2 separate regions of the Mus musculus genome follow, and region 2 is linked to region 1. The links are chromatin contacts, called in public promoter capture Hi-C maps. All regions are on one chromosome and are shown on one strand. The core of a region is the stretch at or near the end of the contact, and the rest is flanking DNA. Distances in the headings are between cores, read along the strand shown. Region 1 overlaps Fkbp3 (FK506 binding protein 3). Region 2 holds the start of Nemf (nuclear export mediator factor).

Region 1 (4,624 bases), core at 25-2,524:
TGTTGTTCACTGCTGGTATACAGGGACACTCCCAGATGGGACTGTTTTTGATACTAATATTCAAACAAGTAAGTGTTAACTTTTGTGCAGTAGACAGATGGCATTCTTTTTCTTTGCTTTTACTTTTCCCTGATGTCGTTTGTACCAAGATTTTCTTGGCAGTGTTCTACCATTCATAGGTTGCTGGCTGGCTAATCTTTGGCAAGCAAAGGATGAGGAACTTGCAAGCTTTGTCTGTTTTAGATCTTTTGAGATTGTTAGAGGTGCTCCAAGTGGAAGTGGTATCGTATCCTCTGTACTGCTGGTGGTATTTTTGTGGCCAGGATTGAGAGAGGTCAGTGCTCTCTGCCTGCTTTGCCAGTAGTCCACCCCTCAACTACTCAGCTCGAGGAGTGAGGAACTTGTTCCTATGAAAAAAAACATTAATGATATGCATATAATCACCTCTTAAAGGTTCCCCCAAACTGTCAACATTGGGGACCAAGCCTCAGTATCAAGTTAGTAAGGAAAAACAACATTCAGACCTAGCAGTGTTTCAGAATGCTTTAGGATTTTAATATAAAAGAGGAAATTAAAATGAGCTGGGTGTGGTGGCTCATAGCCTTAATCCCAGCACTCTGGAAACAAAAGGCAGAAATTCACTGCAAGTTCAGGGACTAAGTCATAAGTTCTATGCCAGCTACACAGTGAGCCTCTACCTCAGTGGAAGAAAGAAGGCAACAGAGCATGTTATTTAGTGGTTCTCTGCTTTCCTGTGTTACCGTTGAGGTGCAGCTATAGGTGTACATACATAAAAGTATCATAAAACATACATCAAACACGCTTTAAAATTATTTTGTAACTTGACTGTAGTTCTTAAGTGCCTGACATTACAGTTTAGAAGGTAATTAAAATCTGTTTTGCAGGTTCAAAGAAGAAGAAAAATGCCAAACCTTTAAGTTTTAAGGTCGGAGTAGGCAAGGTTATCAGAGGAGTAAGTAAAGATGGCAAATGAGTATATAGTTTTTCTAAATATGTGCCATTTGTGTTGTAAGGCTGTAAAGTTTGGACTGTGGGGAAGGGGAGCAGCTTGCCTACCATGTGAAAGGTCCTACCTAGGTTAGCTTCTAAATGCATCTCAGGTATTATTCTGTAGCTATGAAGAAACACCATGACCAAGACAACACTTTTGCATAGTTTCAGAAGCTTAGTTCATGAACCTCATAGCCAAGAGCATAGGGGCTGAAATAGTTAAAGATTTTACATCCTGATCAGCAGATACCAGGCAGGAAGTGGCCTAGGCTTCTGAAACCTCAGCGACCAACCTCCTCCAGCAACACACCTCCTCTAAACAAGGCCACTCTTTTTAAGTGATATTTTAAAGTTTTATGTACATTGATATATGTGTGAAGGTGTTGAATGCCCTGGAGCTCGAATTACAGTTGTTGTGAGCTGCCATGTGGCTGCTGGGAACTGAACCAAGATCCTTTGAGAGAGGAGTCAACTCAGCTCTTAACCACTGAGCCATCTCTTCAGCCCCCCTCCCCCCCCCCTTTTTTTTTTGGTTTTTCGAGACAGGGTTTCTTTGTGTAGCCCTGGCTGTCCTGAAACTCACTTTGTAGACCAGGCTGGCCCCGAACTCAGAAATACACCTATGTCTGCCTCCCACAAGAACATTTTTTAAAATCCAAGAATTAGGATTGGTGATACAGTAAAAATAATCTTTGAAGTCAGACAGATATCGTATTATCCTTGCTGGCTGATCTGGTACTAGTTTCCCATGTGTCATTTTCCTCATCTATAAAATAAGAATCCTGGGTCTGGCATGCTGGCTCATACCTAGCACTCTATAGGTAGATGTAGGTAAGTTCCGGTACTCCCAGGGCCACACAAAGACCCTGTCTGAAATAAGACAATTATTTAAAAATCCCAAAGGTGTAAGCTGAGTATAATTTAATATAATAGGGACTCATATACTTATGCCAATATATAGTACCTTATAGTTTTTCTTTGTAAGGTAATGTGTCTGAAAAAAGCCTTTCGCATTTAGGCTTTTTTAAAACATTACATAGCTTTTTTTGTCACATATAATAAAAACATCTATTCCACTGAAATACTTGTAGGAACAGGAATTATTTCTTCTTTCTAAAATCAGCATGCTTTTGTTTATACAAGCATATGGAATATAAAGTAAATCTTAAGGATGTTAGATTTAGGATTAACTATTATTACAATGTACTGAAGAAATTAGAAATTGGGCTGAAAATTTCCTCAAATTTTCATGTTAGAGACTACCCATTGTTCAAATTGTAGTTCCTCAAACATCCAAAAGGTTATTAACTAAAATGCTTATTTAGTGTAGCTTTAAAAATGACAGACTGAGTCAGGCATGGTGGCGCATGCCTTTAGTCCCAGCACTCAGGAGGCAGAGGCAGGCGGATTTCTGAGTTCTAGGCCAGCCTGGTCTACAAAGTGAGCTCCAGGACAGCCAGGGCTACACAGAGAAACCCTGTCTCAAAAAACAAAATAAAACAAAAAATATGACAGACTGCTTTCTATATGTCTAAGATTCCTGTGTAGAACCCAAAACCATGCAAAATACCAAGTCAAAGGTTTTAGGTGAGGATGTAGCTTGACTGACAAGTGCACGGCAAAAAGAAAGGCTGAATGGAGCCTTCAACAAGGAGTACAAGCCAGGGTTACATAGATACACCAGGGTCTGTCTCAAAACACTCAAATATTTTGTGTTTTATATATGCTGTGTATGGATATCCAGAAAGGTTAAAAGAGGGGGTTTTTCAGTCTGATGTGGGTTCTGAGAACTGAAGTCATCTCTAAGTCCCCATAACTTCTGAGCCATCTCTAGCCCCCAATAGAATTAAAAAAAGAGAGGTATATTTGTTGTTCTTTGATTACATGATTTATGAAAATTGCCATAACTTATTTTGCTTTTAGTGGGATGAAGCGCTCTTGACTATGAGTAAAGGAGAAAAGGCTCGACTGGAGATCGAACCAGAATGGGCCTACGGAAAGAAAGGACAGCCCGATGCCAAGTATCCTTTCCCTTTATAGCACACACCCTCCCCACCCCCACCAAGCCTTTTAACCTGAATTCTTGGATTCAAGATTCTTATGCCCACAAGTTGTCGGACCCCCGTTGGCATGTTGTGGGTATGTATGTGCTCACAGAAGCAATCCAACAAACCAAACAAACTCCTTTCCAGATAGTCTTCCTGGTGTGGATGATACCCTTTGCCCCCTGCTCAGCTTAGTTACATTTAGAGAAATCAAAAACTTAGAAATGAAAGTTTACCACGTGTAAGTGAAGGAGACCACAGGACAAATAATGTTAGTAAGCATTTATTAAGGATTACAGTATTTGTATGATAGGGCCCAGTTTGTCAACATTTACAAAACGCAGAAAGGCATGATTCTACTAAACTGATCTAATAGTTAACTGGAAAGGTGATTCCATTCTTGTTTGCCAAATTAGTTTTGATACTGTAATTTGTAGATGATAGGAGTGAGGTTTGGGATTGGTCGTCCTTTGTAGTCTTCAAAATGTTAAATTCATCTCATGTGAAATCATAAAGCCTTCTCACCTTTTGTTTCTTAGAGTTTGTGCAGACCAGCTGTCCTCAGGTCCGCCTCTGCCTTCTGAGTGCTGGGATTTAAAACTGCACCACCAAGCACACCTAAACTTGTCTTATAATTCACAGTAGATGACATGTTCTGCCAACATACAGGTTTTGAATGCAGTTGCAACCTTCAAAAGATACTGGCTAATTTGGTAGCATTAGTGAGGTATTATCAAGTATACTTTTAAGAAACTCAAGCTAGTCTGAGTCAAATACAAAACTGTCCTCTTAAATCTACTGGCATAATCTCTGGCTTACCTTAGAACTTTTAATTGTGTCTCTACCACGCACATAATCTGATTTACAACTCTTATTATGCACTTTTCAAATTTTCCTTGACCTTTTCCCACAGAATTCCACCAAACACCAAGCTCATTTTTGAAGTGGAATTAGTAGACATTGACTGAAACCAGTACTTCAGATCGGACATCAGCAAACATAAAAATGAGCTGTGGCTAATTAGAGCTTGTAAGGGAAGAGTCAACTGGAAAATTTAGAGTTAAAGCTTGTTTACTTGATCTCACATTTTGAGAAACATAATCCTGTTACTCCCTTTAAGTCTCAGATATTTTCCTACAGCTATGTAAAGTATTCCAGAGAGCTGCTTTCCTTTTACCTTGTAAACTAGAAGACTCAATAAAAGTGTCATGGATTGTCTTGACTGACTTATTTATTGTGTGTTCTGTATTCTAATTAGGTAAAAACTAGTGACTCTGTCCCAAGAGTTGAGCTGCTAATCAAGGTGGCTAGCTTTGTCAAGGACATTAAAAATATAACACTTCATGGTGGAAATTAAAAGGCACAGGAACTTGAAACAAAACCAAAACAGTTAAAACATTCTGGTAGGAAGATAATAGATTTAGAGAAAAATTTACTTCAAGACAATGTTAATCTCTATTTTGTGTACCTTCCCCAAATGAATTCATCAACAATTGCTGCATGAGTCTCCATTTTTATTACAAAAATGATAAGTCTGATCAAAATGAAAGCTTGCTCATAAGTTTTAC
Region 2 (4,478 bases), core at 1,586-4,085, 4.3 Mb before region 1:
AAGAGATATGGCCTGGAAGCACATGTTGAAGCCATTTGGGATCACCAGTCAAAGAATATAGCAACTTTGGAAGCTATGAGAGACAATGCAAGGAATTTTCCCAAGACACCACTGACATCACCTCGCCCCGCCCCTGCCCTATTCCCACCCATGCCTCCACATAGATGCAGCTCTGCAGACCCCTTTGGGACATCTAACCTTCAGAACACTAAGAAAATAAATTTGTATTATAGGGAGTGGAGAAATCCCTGAGTGAATATTTATTGTTGACATTGACAAAGCCATGGCAAGGGCTCCAAAGACCCCATTAAGATCCATGAAAGAATGGCAAAAATCTTCCACCTAGGGTGAGGTTCAGAAGCAAGGCAAAGTCTTCCTCTAATTCAGTCCTGGATGTTGACAGTGTGGCAGAAAGTGTCCACTGTATCTTTCTCCCTCTGAACGTTACTACCTGAAGACCTACAGAGACTACTACTAAAATGAGCTAAACCTGTCTCCTTATCCAGCTGTATACTGTAAACCTGCCTGCTTGTTCAACTATATGCAATGACCCCACCTTTCTGTTCAACTCTAAATACTAAATATGCTGAGCTTGGCCTAGTGCCTGTAGTTTCTTTAGTGGAGAGCCCAGACTAGTGGATCTGGACCTCTTTGAGGGTTGGAACTACTCTTTCACAGCAGTCACCTAAGACCATCAGAAAACAGATATTTGTAATTCGTAAGAGTAGCAAAATTACAGTCATAAAGTAGCAACCAAAATAACTTTATAGTTGGGGGGGGGTCACCACAGCATGAGAAACTATTAAAGGGTTACAACATTAGGAAAGTTGAGAACTACTGGCCCAGCCCATCTGATCCCAGCTTTTTTATCTGTATGTCTGTCTTTTTCTTCGTGTTCTTACTGCCCTAGTCAGGTCCATCCCTGGATGCTATGCACAGACACTGCGTTGTATTGTTTATATCTCTACACGTATGGCTGGTGTAACAGTAATAGAAACCATTTACAGAAGCACTGAAGCTCCATGAGCCCCAGAGCTCCACACTTGACTCAGAGGAAGACTGATAAGAGCTGAAAAAGATTCAGATCTGTTGCTCTCTTCTGAAACATGGTTGTACTTTGATTTTAAATATCCTACAATTTTCTATCAATTTCCCCATGTCCAAGACTCTGTATATGTTTTGGCTGTACATTTAGCCTTCTACTTGTATTTAGGATAGAATAAAAAACTGATGCTTACTACAAAATGCTGTGTTTTAGATCCCTTTCGAGTGCTGGAAGCTTGGTGCCAGGTGTAGCGGTGAAAGCCTTTAAAAATCAGAAATGCTATTGTTCTTGAGAGAAACCAGTTTCACTCATGAAGAAGCTATCATAAGAAGAAGCCTGGCGCGTGCACCCCTGCTGCTTCCGTCTCACCTCGGAACTGCCCCCTCTCTTTCCATGTGCTTCCCTCAAGATGCTGGAATGTAGCAGGGGGGCTGCCCTTGTTAGATTGAAATAGATGTGGCTACTCAGTTTCAGAGTTCCAGCTGCTAAAACTGTGAACTTTGTACATTGTTTAACTGTTGGTATTTTGTTACAACAATAGAAACTAGATTAACACATTTGCCAACATTAAAGGTTTATGATCTATCTGGGCATGATAGTATGTACCTGCAATTCCAATACCAATGAGGCTGGAATCAGAGGGAGACTGAGGACAGCCTGGCTTATAGGGTGAGTTTAGACTAACCTTGACTATATAGCATGCCCTGTCTCAAAAGCAGAGTAATTACAAAAATCCTTATGTTTTTAGATATACAAATTTGACACTTTCCCTGCTTTCTTTTGCTTTTTTGGTCACCCATTCTAAGAACTTATAGCGATGTGAATGCTAATGACTTTAAACTTTTAAATACATGTTTCACTGATTTTAAAATTCCTCCAGTTTCTAAATGTGTTGGTAATTTCAGCACTCAAAAAGGCAGAGACAAGAAAATTCAGAGTTCTAAGGTGTCCTGGGCTACATAGAAAGACCCTGTATCAAAAATGACCATGACAACCACCCCCCCACACACACACACCTTCCACTGTCCAAAACTAGTAGATTTTTGTTCTTAGTTTTAGATTTGTTTATTACTAACATTAGAACTTTTAAAAAGAAAAATTTAGACGAATTAACTATCGTATATTTGAACCCTGAATAATTTATGTATGAATTGGTAGCATGCAGAACTTGAAGCAGTTTAGAGAACGCTGGGGTGTGGGAGGAGAACTTTTTCTCCTTCTCCCATGGGAACTCTTACTTTATTTTTATCTGACATCTTTACTTAGTGAATTTTTGAGTATTTGAGGTGCCAAGAATTTATGAAACTCGGGCTATATAGAACCCCACCCCATTCAACTTGAATGAGAATTCTACAGTATGCCGCAGAATCCTATTTCGGAGAGTAGTACCCAGCAAAATAGGAACCCATCTCTACGGCTTGTCAGAGTCAGGGAAAACCAACCGTTGGTTTTTGTCTAGTCTCAAATTCGCGTTTAGAAAGACCCCTTGCTCTTCCATCCTGAGCGATAGCGCCTTCCTGGGGCAACTGATTAATGGTTAATGACCTACAGGATCCTAATGGAGACCCATTTTAATCCCCAAACAAGGGGACGGGATTAACCCGGTCATTGTTCAAGGAAAGGACGCAGTTTCGAGAAGGTAGTTAGTTCTATGTCGAGTTTTTTTTACACAGTGAAAAAAATAATTGATCATGATTTGACAACAAACTTCGGTTAAATAGCGCACTTTCACTATAAGTAATATTGGGTCATTTGGGTTGCCGTAGACACAAGCCAAGCGCTCATGCGCAGAAGCATAGTGGTCCTGCGTCGGCTCAGTCCCTGAAAGGACTGCGGTAGCGACACGCAGCCTAGCCATGAAGAGCCGGTTCAGCACGGTTGACCTCCGCGCAGTGCTCGCGGAACTGAATGCGAGGTATGGTGGTGGGAGTGGACAGGCTCGTTCACAGCAGAGGGAGCGGAGGCCGGGCACCGGGTGGTCGCGAGACGGAGAGCCTCACGGTCGTCCCGGTGCCTCGGGGATTCTCTAGGCCTGGGGGCCGAGCCCGGGGCCGGTGCCCCCGGGAGACACCCCCCCCCCCCCCCCCCCCGGGGACCGTGCCTGATGCTGCATCTCCCTGGCGCTGATTCCGAGAGGTCTTGCCGGGGTGGCCTGAGTCCCGCAGCGAGCGTTTGGTAGAACGGGAGTGATCGTCTTTGCTCCAGACTGGCGGCCTGGCTTCTTCAGAATTCCCGTCCTTCTTCCCAAAGAGAAGTAGCAGGGCCTTCCAGCTGAAATGGGCAGATTTGGACCTGTGTCCTGGACTTGTCGCCTATTCAGCTGTGTGAGCTTTGTCGCATTTTCGGGGACTCGGCTACTTCCTCCGCTCCGAATAAGTCATTTAGACTTAATTTTACTGTATTTACACCCCCCACCCCACCCCAGCACTAGTAGTCTGGTGTTACTGAGATCAACAGGCCACTTTTGTGCTTAAAAGTCTACATTTAATTTGAGGATACCTTTATAGGCGGTGGAGGTATCTTAGCGGAAGAGTTCCTTTTCCACAACACCAATAAATGATGGAAAGTTTTGCTTCAACCAAGAACAATGATTTGTTATATGTTTCTTTTTTTTTCAGCTTGCTAGGAATGAGAGTAAACAACGTTTATGATGTGGATAACAAGACATATCTTATTCGGCTTCAAAAGTAAGAATATTTTATAAGATTGTTTTTGGTAAATTATGATATATATATATATATATATATCCTGCATTTTAGGTTTTGTTTTTTTAAATTCAGAGAATAAGTTTTGGCAAATTCCCTAAAGAAAAATTTGGCTTTCTCTTGAACAGACCTGATTTTAAAGCTACACTGTTACTTGAGTCTGGTATACGTATTCATACAACAGAATTTGAGTGGCCTAAGAACATGATGCCGTCGAGTTTTGCCATGAAGGTAAATTTTAAGTTTGGAGCTAATTTTTAAAACTCCATTTATCTATCTATTTATCATGTATGTATGTATGTGTGTGTGTGTGTGTGTCTGTGTAGGTGGAAACAACAAACAGGTACAACTTGGGGCTCTCAAGTGAATGTCAGAAGACAACCTGGGGGGGAGTCAGTTTTGCTGTGAGATGAGGGGTCAGGGGTAAGATCCAACTTAAATCCCCAGACTTGATCCATGTGCCTTAATCTGCTGACCTGGAACTTGCTTCATTGTTGTTGTTGTTGTTGTTGTTGATCCATGTGCCTTAATCTGCTGACCTGGAACTTGCTTCATTGTTGTTGTTGTTGTTGTTGTTGTTTGTTGTTGTTGTTGTTGTTTCGTTGTTGTTGTTGTTGTTTCATTGTTGTTGTTGTTTGAAACAGAGTTTGCCTGTGTAGCCTTGGCTGTCCTAGAAATCTCTCTGTAGACCATGTTGGCCTCAAACTCAAGAGATGGGCCTACCTCTG

Evidence for each region. Promoter capture Hi-C pulls out the DNA fragments that hold promoters and counts their contacts.
Region 2: a contact with region 1 is called in a promoter capture Hi-C map of pre-B cells, with 6 times the contacts expected there. The contact joins the promoter of Nemf here to the enhancer-like site in region 1. A contact is called at or near these places in 7 of 39 promoter capture datasets (cranial neural crest, frontonasal cranial neural crest, hippocampal neurons and 4 more) and 3 of 484 Hi-C or Micro-C datasets (embryonic stem cells, stem cell-derived motor neurons and stem cell-derived neural stem cells).

Annotation. Positions count from the first base shown.
Region 1 is chr12:65,062,086-65,066,709 of GRCm38.p6, reverse strand. Fkbp3 (FK506 binding protein 3) reads left to right here. Exons shown (of 7, transcript NM_013902.4): 4 at 1-68; 5 at 906-973; 6 at 2,935-3,032; 7 at 3,970-4,278. The coding sequence ends at 4,024. It overlaps Prpf39 (pre-mRNA processing factor 39), which reads right to left. Exons shown (of 14, transcript NM_177806.3): 14 at 3,324-4,624. Among named protein-coding and RNA genes, the nearest start is that of Gm25970, 7.8 kb to the right of the region's middle. Within about 2 kb of position 1,274, at least 63 of the 459 cell types and tissues checked have an H3K27ac peak or open chromatin away from gene starts, as enhancers often do. A contact at or near this core is called in pre-B cells, where this site is marked.
Region 2 is chr12:69,355,533-69,360,010 of GRCm38.p6, reverse strand. It overlaps Nemf (nuclear export mediator factor), which reads left to right and starts at 2,835. Exons shown (of 33, transcript NM_025441.3): 1 at 2,835-2,960; 2 at 3,664-3,732; 3 at 3,879-3,981. The coding sequence starts at 2,902.